Linked DNA regions of Ovis aries: region 1 is linked to region 2. A link is a contact called in public Hi-C data. All regions are on one chromosome and are shown on one strand. Each heading gives the region's core, a stretch centred on a gene start, on an enhancer-like site or on the middle of the called end of the contact. The rest is flanking DNA. Distances are from core to core; before and after follow the strand shown. Region 1 holds the start of LOC105606921. Region 2 holds the start of ZFP36L2 (ZFP36 ring finger protein like 2).

Region 1 (6,991 bases), core at 3,696-6,195, 370 kb after region 2:
ATAGGGGAAATTGTTGTGAGAATGAGATAAACGACAATTCTCAAAAGTAGTGATGGATGGATATATATTAACTATATATATATTCTCTACTTTTAAATATGGTATTTTTTCTACTTTGGATATGTTTGCAATTTTTCATAATAAAGAACTGGGGATTTTGTTTGTTGACTTTTAAATAGGTTGTGTTCACACAGGTTATAGCCATCAGGTTGAGTTCAGCATGAGCATTCCCTATCTTTACCCACACCCTCAATGACTGTCGGTCACAAATGAGAGGAGTGAGTCAGTGGTGAAGAAAACAGCAAAGCAAGTGAAGTGGGTAGAGCAGTGGCAGCTGGTACCCACCTCTGTGTTTGGGATGAGTGGGGAGTTATAGGACTGTGACAAACGGGAGATCACAAACATGCTCATCCAAAGGGGAGGAAAATGTTGCCATGGGGGAATAAGGGCTCGGGGTGGACAAGCCTTCTAATTTTTCATCGAAAACTTGAAATCTAGGCATTACAGTAAAATCTCCGGATGTATAGGCAAATGATTATAATTTTTTTCAACACTTTACAAGTCAGCGCTAGAAATGCAAACAAAACCTGCCTGGAGGCTAGATTTGTTCCACAGACTGCTGTTTTATGATCTCTGACACCACACCATGTAATGCATTATGTAGTAATGCATTAATAATCGGATGATATTCTCAGCAATTGAATCACAGCGCCAGGACGACTGAGGCTGTGCATATCCGATATGCCCAGATTCTTTATATGCAAACAGCTGTCAAGCCAGGCACTGACCACTTTGAACTCTGAACTGAACACAGGCTTACAATTATCTCTATCAAACTGCATCTTGTCACTTGTCAGAAACATTTGTCTCTTATTCTAGCTTCAAATTCTACTGAATTTGCACTCCCTTCCAGCTCTATCACACACAATTTTAATTAGCCTGTTCAAAGCCATCTACAAAGTTAATGTCAACCTGTGTGTATAGTTCAGTGGAGTTCAATGGGTGGGTCAGGCTTCCCTCCAGCTAGACGTCTACAGATATTCAGCTATAAATTCACCCTGCCTTCTGAGTTTATCCACCTCATATTTATCCATCTTCCTCCCTGCATACAGGTCTAATCCACTAGTTTTGTGGTGATAGGAATGCCACCTCCTTATACCTGTATATGTAGTACTTTATGGTTTTTATAGCATGTTTCCATAATTTTCTGACTTGATCTTTATCACCCTTCACAACCTTTAAAAGTCCTATCAACTTCACATTAAAGACACTGACCTACAAATCTGCCAGTGGTCTGTTTGTTTGTTTGTAATCCACTAATACTCTATCTGGTGATTTCTAGCTTAAATAGAACAAAGACAACTAATTTAGCTTACCTTCCCACTTCACCGCCTGACCAGAAAAAGAGCTCCCCAAACCACCATCATTCCAGCATAACCTGAAGGAACAGAAACAATATTTAAGAAGAATGTTCTAACCATTAGAGTTGACAGAAAGTGGAACACATCACCTTGAGAAGAAATGGCATGCTGATGCTAACACTTTTCAAATAGGAGCTGGGGTTTTGTAGAAGGGATTCCCAATGTGGACAGGTGGTTGGGCAGAATGATCTTTCTTTCATTTGTTTCTGTCCACCTTGGGGGCCCACTCCATGCTCAACTCTTGGCTGAGCTCTTGGAAATATCTGACCAGTGCTTGCAACGATAACCTCTGAAAGTTAAAAATTACACACCTGGCAAATGTGACTGTTTTTACGCTTTGTACATTTTAACATTAATATCCTTTTTAAAAATTTTTCAGCAAATGTTTTTAAAATGCCAGCCTTTTTTCTATTCAAAATTGAAAAGAATCCATACAATGCAATATTATCCAGCCATAAATTAAAAAAAAAAAAAAAAAAGAAAGTACTGATACAAGGTAGGACAGGACGAATCTTGAAAACATTGAAAGAAGCCAGTCACGAAAGACCACACATTATGATTCCATTCATATGAAGGTCCAGAAAAGGGGAAATGTAGAGACAGAAAGTAAATTAGTGATTATTTAGTGGTGGGGTGGGGTCATAGGTGAAGGATACACGATTTCCTACTGAGTTGATAAGAATGTTTTAAAATTGACTGTGGTGACTGATGGTTGCACCTATCTGTGAAAGCACTAAAATCCACTGAACTGCAAACTAAGTGGGTGAATGGTAGGGTATATGAGTTATATCTCGAAGCTATTTTTAAAAAAATAAGCCAATTTTTTGTGTCGGGGTGGCGGACAGATACTTGTTTCCAGGCTGGCCAGATTTCTAAAGGGGAGCCCTCACCATCTGCAGAGGATGAGCCTGTGAGCAGAAGCGTCTGGTCCAGCCAGGTTAGGTGACGAGGGACGGACTTTCTCACATTCCAGGTGGTGCGGGGCTTCCCTTTCGGAACCGGGGGCTGGGGTTAGCAGTCGAGGAGACAGACAAGAGCTCCGCCCACTTTCTCAGAGCTTTCCAGGTCTTTCCTCTCAGCACTCCCGGTAGTATTTCCATCCCAGGAGTTTACTAGCACACCCCATAAAAACAGCTGAAAACACGCGTATGGGAGAACGTGTGCGGGAGGCCTCTCATCCCAGCTACTCTTGGTCTCCACTTCGCCCCACCTCCCGGGGATGTGGGGCGCCCCCCGCCCACCCATCCGCAGGCAAAGCGGCCCCCGTGCCTCAGGGGTGCGTTCACGTGCTGGAACATTCCAAATCCAGCTGGCAGATATCCTGCTTAGAGGGGGTACTTCTGAACATGGGGTGTGCGGCGGCCAGGAAAGGGTATCCCTAGAAAACGTCTGTTCTCCCGTCTGCCAGCGAATTCCACCCGTCCTGTCTGACACCAGGGAGAAGGGGCACAAATAGGGAGGAAGACGCCCAGGCACTTTTCCCAAACTCTGCAGATCCGCCCAGGGAGGCCTGGAGGCCTGAGGAGGGGAGAAGGGCCCGCCGTCTAGGGGCTCTAGATCCGAGGGAGGGGCGACGACTAGTTAGTAGTAGTTAAAAAGGAGGACAGCGACCGCTCCTGCTCTGGGCTTCGCGGGAGTGGTCGCTCGGCTCCCGCCCCGCCACCCAACGCGCACCCCGCCGCTCCTGGTCCTGGGTGAGGGGCAGCGCCCGGGAACCGGCTCCGGGAGCTCGGGCAAGCCCCGTAGAGAGGGCGCCGGAGTTTTCGATGACGAGACCCAGGTAGGGCCCCATCACCGGTGCAGCGCCCTTGCGGTCCACATCCCCGGTCCCGGGATCCGGGACTGGGTGCCGTTAAAGGAAATGCCTAGGGAGAGGGAGCAGCAGGTAAACGTCCGGGTTCGGGCGGCTGGATGGTTCGCGGGGGCAACAAGTAGCTTGGAAAGCGAGTTAGAGGAGCGGATACGAGCGGCTTCCTGCCTGCAGCGGAGCAAAACACGCAAGCAGAGCAGTCAAGAGACAGGAACTGAGGAGTGTAAAGAGAGACTGATTCGTTTCCTTGAGCACGGAGGTAAAAGTGGGGAAACGTGCGGGTATCCAAAAGGGTCGTGCTCCAGGTGAGGCTCGAACTCACAACCTCGGCATTGCTCTGCATGTACTGCTGTATAAGTACCGCGCGCTAACCGATTGCGCCACTGGAGCTCTGCTCACCCCGCCTTGCGATGGCTCTATCAGGGTTTACTCAGGCCCCGTGCGGGCCTCTGCGGAGCATGCGCACCTTCGGCTCGGCACGGCGGGAACTAGCCGGGGCCCCGAGACCCCGCAGCTTCCGGTCCAGCAGCTCCCGTTCGAGTTAAGGCCGGGAGGCTGCGGAAGTCTCCGTCTGGAATGGCGGGGTCGTGTGGCAGGGCCTTGTAAAGAGCTCAGCCCGCCTCCCTGAGCAGCGCGGGAGGAGGAGCCCTGGCCGCGGCGGTCTGAAAACCACCTCCGAGTCCTCGGTGTGGAGCTTCGCCTGCCGGGAGCAGACCCCGCGAGGAGCCGGTCTCACCCAGGAGACAGGCTGCGGCCGGCGGGCGGGCCCTGTTGCGAGGGATGGGGCGGCCTGGGCTCCGGGGCCGTAGATGTCCCGGACGACTGTCCCTGCGCCCTGCTCCAGCCTGCCTGGTGAGCGGGAAGACTCCACCCCCTAACCTGCGCTCCCTGGAAGTCGGTGGGAGCCGGGAAACCCGCGAAAGGGCGAAGCCGGTTGAGGCTCCAGAGAGTGCCGGGGCTGAAGTGGCCTTCGAGCTTCCAACACCGGACGGGGCGGGGATTTTACCGTCAGACCCTTGTTGTGTCCCGAAGGCTTTCTACTGCCCCTTACTCTGTCCTGAGTGGGGTGCTCGGGCACTCAGGCTGAAGAAGTGTCCCCGAAATCTTGTCAAGCCACGGGCGTTCCGGGGACACGATGATAGTCCGAGTCTTCAAGAGGCTGCAGCCTAGGTTCCGCGTCTTTTGTTGGGCCACACAATGTATGTTTTGTTTAAAGCGAGTTCCTAATATGTAAAATCAAGAGGTCTCCTACAAATATCTGGATATCCATTTCTGTTTTTTAAGCGGAAAGTGTAAACCTTACCCAGGACTGAATTATGACTGTCCCGCGCCTTATGCACTTCGTCTTTGTGGGCCCCTTTCTGCATTAAAAAAAATTTTTTTTTAAATTAAGTTTTGCTGCTATAAAACACAAATATAATCCAGGCTGGATTTATCGTTACATTTATTATATTTTTTCTGATCTCAAATTTTAATGTAAACATTCTGGAGAGTTCTAGGCACTGTGTCTGTTATCCTTGACTGATAACTCTAGTGGGGACCTCTGGGAGTTTATCAGCAGCCTCCTCCAACAAGTCCCCCGACCCCTTCCCTCTCGGATTCCCTCCATCGATTGTCGATTGTCGCCGGCGCCTCTCTGTTAGATGACCTCTGCTTTCCTGGGAGAGCCAGGACAACAAACAAGAGAACACTATGTCAATAAATTTAAGAACCATCACGAGCAAGGGATGGGGGCAGAATAATGATCATGCATAATCACCGTGTTGAAGGGAAGGTAAGTGTTAAGTTGCTCAGTCATGTCGGACTCTTTGCGACCCTATGGACGGGCTCGCCAGGCTCTTCTGTCTTTGGGATTCTTCAGGCAGCAATACTGGAGCCCGTTGCCATTTCCTTCTCCAGGAGATCTTCCCAACCCAGGGATTGAACCCCCGGTCTCCTACATTGCAGGCTGGAACCTTTACCGTCTGAGCCGCCAGGGAAGCTTAATCACATTGATGGTGCTGACTGTCATTAACAGGTTGTGTTTGGGTGATGAAGTCAAGAGTAGGATTGTAGAAAAGCCTTGAAATTGGAGCAGAGAAGACTGGAATGGTCAGGCAAAGGCTGAGGTGACAGACACAGGCTCTGTGTAAGGGAGGGGCCTCTGAAGGGGGTGTTTTCAGGAAGGTCAATGCTTTGTGCATACTGTGGTGTGCACCCAGGGAAAGGAGATAGGTGGCCTCTCCAGATGGTTTGTGGACTATGGGAGATATGCATCCAGAGCTCTGGAAGGATGGTCAACACCCCTGCAAGATCCCTTCAGGCTGATGGTGGATGCAGAGCTGTTTACAAAATGCCAGGATTAGGGCTCCTTGGAGCCGACTTTGCTGGGTCCTTGGTAAATCAAGGACAGCAGAGAGTGAGCCTTTGAAATAAATCCCTCCTAAAACACAGAACAAACTCTCAAGGTAAAGGCATGATTTGCCCACAGGTGGGAATAATTTTTCCCCTAAATTGAAAGGGGTTAATTTCCTAAAAGACACGAAAATAAGTTATGGACTCAAACACAGCATCTGCTCAGATCCAGTAGCATTTGCAGAGTCTGCTCTTTCTTGCTCCTAGCTCCTCAGGTAGAATATTTCTGGTGAATTATAAGGAGCAAAGATAGCCCCTGGTGGTCCAACTTCCCTTTCCACGCTTCACTTTCAGATCTTGTATTGGTTCAAGCAGATACTGCTTTGTATGAGACCCTTTACAGTTTTGGTTCAGCAGATATTAACTGACCGTGGTTGCGCAGGAACGGAAGGCAACACCTAATACAGCCTTTTAGAACTAAAATAGTTTAATCCCCAAGGAAATTAGGGCTCTAACGGAGGAATCTGGTGAGGGCAGTGCTGAGCCTAGAGAGGGTAGTGTCAGAACCTGTGCTGCTAGAGAGATTTTTCAGCAAGAACGAGTATACTGAGACCTTCAAATCACTTAACCTCATACACACCCATCCTGAAGAGCACTGAACGAAGAGTCTGAGTCTGGCCCTCCCCGGTTGTGTGACTTTAAGTAAATCTCTTACCCTTTCTGGGCCTGTTTCCTCATTTGTGAACTGAGGTCTAAACCAGAGTTTCCTATCCTATCTTGACTGGAGAATTCCTTTTACCATGTATACCCTTGACAACAGCTTGCGCTGATTTAATCATGTAATAATTTGTGTAATGTGGAACAAAGAAGTGATTCTTAAAACTTATTTTAGATATATGTATGATATTAAAATAAACTTGAGTAACATCCATAGTATCATAAGACTAGTTTCAACTTCCCATTTACCATGTAATGCAAAATGTTTGATTTAATTATGTAAGGGAAAAGCATGCTTTGTTAACAGTCTTTAAAAGAGCATATACTGGTCTTAGGACAAATGTATTAAAATGTATGAAATGCAATGACTCACTGTAGCATCGAAAATAGACACAAACTGCTTTCCTAACTGAATGTTTAGAATTTATGCTTTTTGCACTTTAAAAACTGGTTTATTTTTATTACTTTCATGTTTTTGTGTGTCTAAATGATGAGCTAAAACAGAAGGGTTCCGGCTGCTGTGTGTAAGCACCATTCTGCAAATAACATGAAGCGGGCGTGGCTGGTCTTTATTCCTAATAATGAAAGACCAAATTGGATATAATGATCACCATATTTTGTCTTTTTGGTTTTTGCTTCTGACATACAAGATAAACATTTTGATTAGCCGAATGCAATTTGCACATCAAGTAAATGAAGACCATCTTGA
Region 2 (6,772 bases), core at 2,640-5,139:
CTATTGTTAAGAAATCATATTCTACCACCCACTGAAACCATAGCCTCTTGGCTGTTAGAAGGAACCTGGGGAAAGGGGAGTCAGAATAAATGACTTATTTGATGTATACACTGTTTACTATCATTTTCTTGGTTGCAGTAACGAAAAGATTCTTACTTAGTATCACAGAAAACATTTATCCATTTTAGTGATTTAATCTACAAACCTTGCTGCTGCTGCTAAGTCGCTTCAGTAGTGTCTGACTCTGTGCAACCCCATAGACGGCAGCCCACTAGGCTCCCCCGTCCCTGAGATTCTCCAGGCAAGAATACTGGAGTGGGTTGCCATTTCCTTCTCCAATGCGTGGAAGTGAAAAGTGAAAGTGAAGTTGCTCTGTCGTGTCCGACTCTTAGCGACCCCACGGACTGCAGCCACCAGGCTCCTCCATCCATGGGATTTTCCAGGCAAGAGTGCTGGAGTGGGTTGCCATTGCTACAAACCTTAGGACTCTGCTTTTCTAATCCAGCCCTCCCCACTTCCTCAGACACCCAGCAGGTGTCGCTATTGCATACGTTTTGCTGCTGATTTTGGTTTTCACTGCTGCGGCTACTGCTGCTAAGTCGCTTCACTCCTGTCCGACTCTTTGCGACCCCATGGACTGCAGACTACCAGGCTCCTCCATCCATGAGATTTTCTAGGCAAGAGTGCTGAAGTGGCTTGCCTTTGCCTTCTCCTGCCTTACCGTTTTTAATTTGTAATTTCAGAGTGTCACCCAAAGACAGTTATCTTGATACTCATAGCTTGGATAGGTCATAACCTCATTCACGTCCACTTCATCCTAGTTATCTGAAGAAACCATTTCAGTAATTGGGTGTACACTTGGTTCAGCTTTTAGAGTCTAAATATTTTTAAATACTTCACAGGTGAGCAACCAGTTATAATTATTTTATTGATGTTTGAGGGTTTGATCAGGCAGGCAGAGGGGAGAGGATTTGATATGATCATTTCCTACTGCAGAAAGATTTATATTTCAAGTATAATTTGTTTCTCTTTGAAAGAAAACCACCTAACACTAAATAAATAGAGCCTACTAGTAAAGAGCTGTAGGAAGAGGCATGGAAAGAAGTTAATTTAGTGTCCAAAGTTTTGTCCTAAAAAGAACAGAAAATTCCCTGGTGGTTTTGCACTATTCAGCTCAAAATGTGTTTGTTGTGATCCTGAATTAATTACTTGGTTAGGCATCTGTGTATCCCACACTTGATGGAAAGTTGCCAGCTTAACATTTCTTTTTGTCCTGAGAAGACATGGCTGGTGAGAAGTCAGGTAACTGTTGGTACAACATAATGATAACCATGGTAGAATAATTATGAAACTGGCTCTAATAAAGCTCAGCTCACTGGAAGAGTCCAGCATTCCCTTTTTCTCCATTTAAAATGAAATAAAAGCAGTTATATAATAATAAAAATATTTCTACCAGCAGGTACTCTGTACCAAAGCATGTACCATGGCATGTTTGCATGCAAGCTCCAAAGTCGTCTACTCAGCTCCCAAAGTGGGTGTTCTCATAGGTGTTGACTGGGAATTACCCCAGATTTTGAGCTTGGCTGGTTGTCGCCAGCTTGGGAGTACAGGAGAGACACATTTCCACTGGTTTTTGTATATGAAATCTTGTCACTGACTTTCAATAGCAGGGGTGGTGGCCTGGGAAATGGCTGTTTCACACTTCCCTGATGCATTCCCAGGGGCAATTCAAAATATCCCACTGTAAAGCCATCCTCAAACTCTTGCGTTTGGGTTCATTTCAACAAGGAACAAAACAGAGTCAGGGTTCTTGGGTATTCTAGGCTACAGGTGTCTGCCATGAATGCCCAGCCTTGTCTAATGATCAGTATAGGCTGGGTGGTGAGACTAAAGCAGTCACTCCTTCTGAGGTCACTGCCCTTGGCTCCAAGCTGGAGGGTCCAAAATTTGGTGCCCTCTCAGCTCTACATTCACTATTCTGTGGACCTTCACCCATCCAGCCATGCTCCAGAGGTCTGACTTGCTCCATTTTTTTGCTTTGTCAATTTAATAAGTAAGATGGAATTTACTTGTTTATCTTTTAAACACCATAACAGATAACTCATTTGCATTGGCACCTTGACAAAAGGTGATAAGATTAGTAAAGCAGAAATTATGTTAGTTTTACAAGGAAACCCAGTTGCCCAAGTGATTATGTGATTTGTCTAAAACCATGTGGTTTATAAGGGAAGGAGGCTGAACTCCAGCCCTGTTTCTGATCCTGAAGTCCTTACAGCCCTGCCCTGGCTCAAGCACCCTGGACGGGTAGAGAGTCCAGCAGTTGGCTCTGCATGCAAGCTGAACTTGAAGGAGTTGGTTTCCTGAGAGACAGGCCTAGTTCATTCCTTCCCAGGGTGCTGAGAGAGGGAGTGAGTGCAGCGGAATGTAAATAAGCACAAGGATACACAGCCAGAAATAAGATCAACTGGGCAAGGGGGTGTGGGTCGCAGGAGCTTCTTTCCCTGGCAGGTACTGGACCTTCCAACTTAGGCCCAGTAACAGCCTAGGCTGCCAGGTGTGCGAAATCATGGGCCGGACTCCAGCCTTTCAGAGGCAGCGTCTGCATAGACGCGAAGTGTCCTGGACAGGACCCCAGATCTAACAGAGGCTTAAGCCTCACTGGGTGCTGGGGCGAGGTGGTGTCTGCCTCACACCCAGAGGGCACTGGCTGGCAAAATCTTATACCAATGCAGGCTTCTGGGGTGTGGGACTGGCAACAGAAGGTAAGGAGAGCCCACTAGGTGAATCCTCGGTGCCCAGCCTTGCCTGGCTGCGGGTAGTCCTCAGCGGGAGCCCGCAACCCAGGACGAGCTAAGGAAGGGCGCGGCGCCCTGAACGGCCAGGGAGGGTCTAGGAGGAGCGCGCCAGGCCAAGGCTGCGGCGGACGGGAGCCTCGGCGGGCAGCTGTACCTCGACCCCCAGGAGGACTGTGGAAAGCCGGACAGACCAGCAGACGGACAAGGCGGCGGGAAGTGGCCTCCATGCCTGCGCGGCTCTCCCGGCCTTTCCTCCCGTCCTCCCAGGCGGCTCTCCCGCCCGGGACGCCCCGCGCCACTCTGCGACTTTGGCCCTGGCTCAAGGTCTTGTGATGTGATTAGCAAAGCCAGCGCCTTGTCCTCAGACACTCAGCCCTGCCCGGCAGGCCTCGGCATTCAAGCCCTGTTTACTGCAGTCTGGGCGGGAAGAGGGGCGGAGAAACGGGCCCAGGCTCCTCCGGGAGAGACTGCCCAGGCGGCCGCCCGCGTGGCCGCTCCCGCCCCCACCCCCACCGCATCTCCACGTGCAGTCGGGACGCAGCCACCACCCATTAAACTCGGGCCCAGAGTCCCCGCCCCCCCGGCCAGAGGACCCTTTCCAAAGCAGCCGGGCCGCGCGGACGGTTGCAATATTCTTGCACTTTGCAATTCCCGCGCCCAATATTAAACAGAGTAGGAGATAAAAGCTCCGCAATTTCGTCTAGCAGGATCGGGCGGGGAAAGACACGTTCAGGGCTGCAGAAACCCAACCACGTTAGACCTGCTGGGGATTTCCGACAGAACAGCCCCAGAAGAAGGGAGCCGTATCTTCCCGCCAGCAACCAACAGCACCCATCTCCGCCGAGATCTCCACGCCGCCCCGGGAGCCCAAGGCGGCCAGCCCCGCCCCGAGGCCTCTTCGTCCCCTCCCCCAGAGGAAAAAAATTGGCGGCGGCCAATGGGAGGCCAGGAAGGCTCTTGACGTCCGCCAGCGGGCGGGCGGCGTTGCCTAGAGACCCCTACGGGGTCAGCATTCTGTCCCCTCCCCTGGCACGCCCGCCCCGGAGCGGCCGCGCTCCGGGGGCTCTATATAGAGCGCGCGCTCGCAGGCCGCTGAGTTCCACCAGTCCGCGAGCTGCCGTCGGCTCCGCGCGGGGGGGGCGGGCCGGGCACCCCGGGGCGCGGAGGAGCGCTCTAGCTTAACTCTTCTTTCCCCCCAACTCCGCACTCCCGGACACCCTCAAACCAGTCCACGCTGCTGCCCCCGCTCCCTCTTTTCTCGCCCCCCAGCAAACTTTCGGTCTCTCCCTCGCCCCTCGCCCGTTACTCGTCGTGGCTCGGGCCCGGCCGCGCCGCCCCGAGGGCTCCTCCGGATCTCCCAGTCTCCAGCTCCGACCATTAGAGGATCCAGAAACATGTCGACCACACTTCTGTCCGCCTTCTACGATATCGACTTCTTGTGCAAGGTACGCGGGTGAGCAGGGAGCCCTTCAAGTTCTCAGGCTTGGCCTTCTGTCCTCGGCTTTGGGGGTTCTCTTCCCGCTCTGACTTTTTTAGATTCGGGAAAAACCCCAGAGTTTGCACTGTTGCTCGAGCCTTGTGGGCGGGGAGAAGGAGCAGCTGGGAGGAAAGGCAGAAGGGAGTCGCTGTAGCTGTTAAGTTTCACCGCAGCCACGCTGCCCGGGGCTTCCCGGACGGGGTTTGCGCCGCCCAGGCCTGCGGCCCACGGCTGAGGATCACATGTCGCGACGCAGCGCGGCCTAGGGTGGGAGAGTCCGGCTCCTCCCAGTACGAACTTGATTCTTGTGCGCGTTTAAGTGTGGAAGTTGGGCCGAATCGAGATCCGAAAAAAGGAAAAAGAATCGGAGGGCTGGTAGTGGCTACTCCGCAACTCGCCCCAACTCTTCCCTCCTCCCTTTTCATCTCTTCCCCGCTCCCCTCCTCTTGGCAGACGGAGAAATCCCTGGCCAACCTCAATCTGAACAACATGCTGGACAAGAAGGCGGTGGGGACACCCGTGGCCACCGCCCCCAGCTCGGGCTTCACGCCGGGCTTCCTCCGACGGCACTCGGCCAGCAACCTGCACGCGCTCGCCCACCCCGCGCCTAGCCCCGGCAGCTGCTCGCCCAAGTTCCCGGGCGCGGCTAACGGTAGCGCGGCGGCCGGCGGCTCGGCCTCCTACGGCACCCTCAAGGAGCCGTCGGGGGGCGGCGGCACCGCCCTGCTGAACAAGGAGAACAAATTCCGGGACCGCTCGTTCAGCGAGAACGGAGAGCGCAGCCAGCACCTCCTGCACCTGCAGCAACAGCAGAAGGGGGGCGGCGGCTCCCAGATCAATTCGACCCGCTACAAAACTGAGCTGTGCCGGCCCTTCGAGGAGAGTGGCACCTGCAAGTACGGCGAGAAGTGCCAGTTCGCGCACGGCTTCCACGAGCTGCGCAGCCTGACGCGGCACCCCAAGTACAAGACCGAGCTGTGCCGCACCTTCCACACCATCGGCTTCTGCCCCTACGGGCCGCGCTGCCACTTCATCCACAACGCTGATGAGCGGCGACCCGCGCCGTCCGGGGGCGCCTCCGGGGACTTGCGCACCTTCAGCGCCCGCGACGCGCTGCACCTAGGCTTCCCGCGGGAACCGCGGCCCAAGCTGCACCATAGCCTCAGCTTCTCGGGCTTCCCGTCGGGCCACCACCAGCCCCCTGGGGGCCTCGAGTCGCCCCTGCTTCTCGACAGCCCCACGTCGCGCACACCGCCGCCACCCTCCTGCTCTTCGGCCTCGTCTTGCTCGTCGTCCGCTTCGTCCTGCTCGTCGGCCTCGGCAGCCTCCACGCCCTCCGGCGCCCCGACGTGCTGCGCTTCTGCTGCGGCCGCGGCGGCGGCCGCGCTGCTGTACGGCACCGGGGGCGCCGAGGACTTGCTTGCACCCGGCGCGCCCTGCGCCACCTGCTCGTCGGCCTCGTGCGCTAACAACGCCTTCGCCTTCGGCCCGGAGCTGAGCAGCCTCATCACACCGCTCGCCATCCAGACCCACAACTTTGCCGCTGTGGCTGCTGCCGCCTACTATCGCAGCCAACAGCAGCAGCAGCAGCAACAGGGCCTGGTGCCCCCCGCGCAGCCCCCGGCGCCGCCCAGCGCGCCCCTCCCTGCCAGCGCCGCCGCGCCGCCCTCGCCGCCCTTCAGCTTCCAGTTGCCACGCCGCCTGTCCGAGTCGCCGGTGTTCGACGCGCCCCCTAGCCCCCCAGACTCGCTGTCGGACCGCGACAGCTACTTGAGCGGCTCCCTGAGCTCGGGCAGCCTCAGCGGCTCTGAGTCCCCCGGCCTTGACCCGGGTCGCCGCCTACCCATCTTCAGCCGCCTCTCCATCTCCGACGACTGAGGCAAGAGGGCGCCAGTGAGGAGAAGGAAGGGAAGGCGGTTCTGGGGGTGTTGGAGGGCGCCCCTGCTTAGGGGCAGAGGGGCACGGGAGTGTGGGGAGTGACATCGGCCACAAGCAGACTGCAGGCTGTGCCGAGCACTTGGACTCGAACTTGAGTGCCGGGAGGGGCCCCCACCCCTCCCCTTTCGGTTCCCTCTTTGTTTTTTGTTTTTTTATTATTATTATTATTTTTATTATTATTACGAAGTTTCATTCTTGTTGAGCGGGAAAAAAGCCAACGAACTTTTTGTATTGATGAACAAAAGACTCACAACAGAGCAGTTGTGATGCGGATAGAACAAAAAACCAAACAACAAACTTTTTTAGGTCTCCGATGCGTTTGGGATTTTAGGAAAAATCAACCCAGCACCAGCAGCTATCAACCACCATTCCATATCTTCACTTGAAAAGCATTAGTTACAGTCCAGATGTCGGGACTCTTGTCTTGAGAGAGGTTCCTAATTGTTTGTCCCAGACCAGTGTAAACAAACCAGCCAACCACCGCCTTGCTAAACCTATAAGCTTTTAGAATCCAATATTCTGCCAAGAATATGCCTTGATAGTACACCTCAGCTCCATAGGT

The links. Hi-C and Micro-C count contacts between places; a contact is called where the count stands out from the background.
Region 1: a contact with region 2 is called in a Hi-C map of liver, with 8 times the contacts expected there. The contact joins the promoter of LOC105606921 here to the promoter of ZFP36L2 in region 2. A contact is called at or near these places in 5 of 16 Hi-C or Micro-C datasets (liver, muscle, omental adipose tissue and 2 more).

The regions. Positions count from the first base shown.
Region 1 is chr3:81,346,594-81,353,584 of ARS-UI_Ramb_v3.0, forward strand. It overlaps LOC105606921, which reads right to left and starts at 4,946. Exons shown (of 5, transcript XM_060413657.1): 1 at 4,773-4,946; 2 at 4,535-4,592; 3 at 3,698-3,962; 4 at 1,377-1,438. The coding sequence starts at 4,946. It overlaps TRNAI-UAU (transfer RNA isoleucine (anticodon UAU)), which reads right to left and starts at 3,621; the gene lies at 3,529-3,621.
Region 2 is chr3:80,981,316-80,988,087 of ARS-UI_Ramb_v3.0, forward strand. ZFP36L2 (ZFP36 ring finger protein like 2) reads left to right here and starts at 3,890. Exons shown (of 2, transcript XM_027966890.2): 1 at 3,890-4,240; 2 at 4,726-6,772. The coding sequence starts at 4,190. The coding sequence ends at 6,150. It overlaps LOC114113940 (a long non-coding RNA gene), which reads right to left and starts at 4,055. Exons shown (of 3, transcript XR_006059214.2): 1 at 1-4,055. THADA (THADA armadillo repeat containing) reads left to right here. Exons shown (of 38, transcript XM_060412225.1): 38 at 1-106.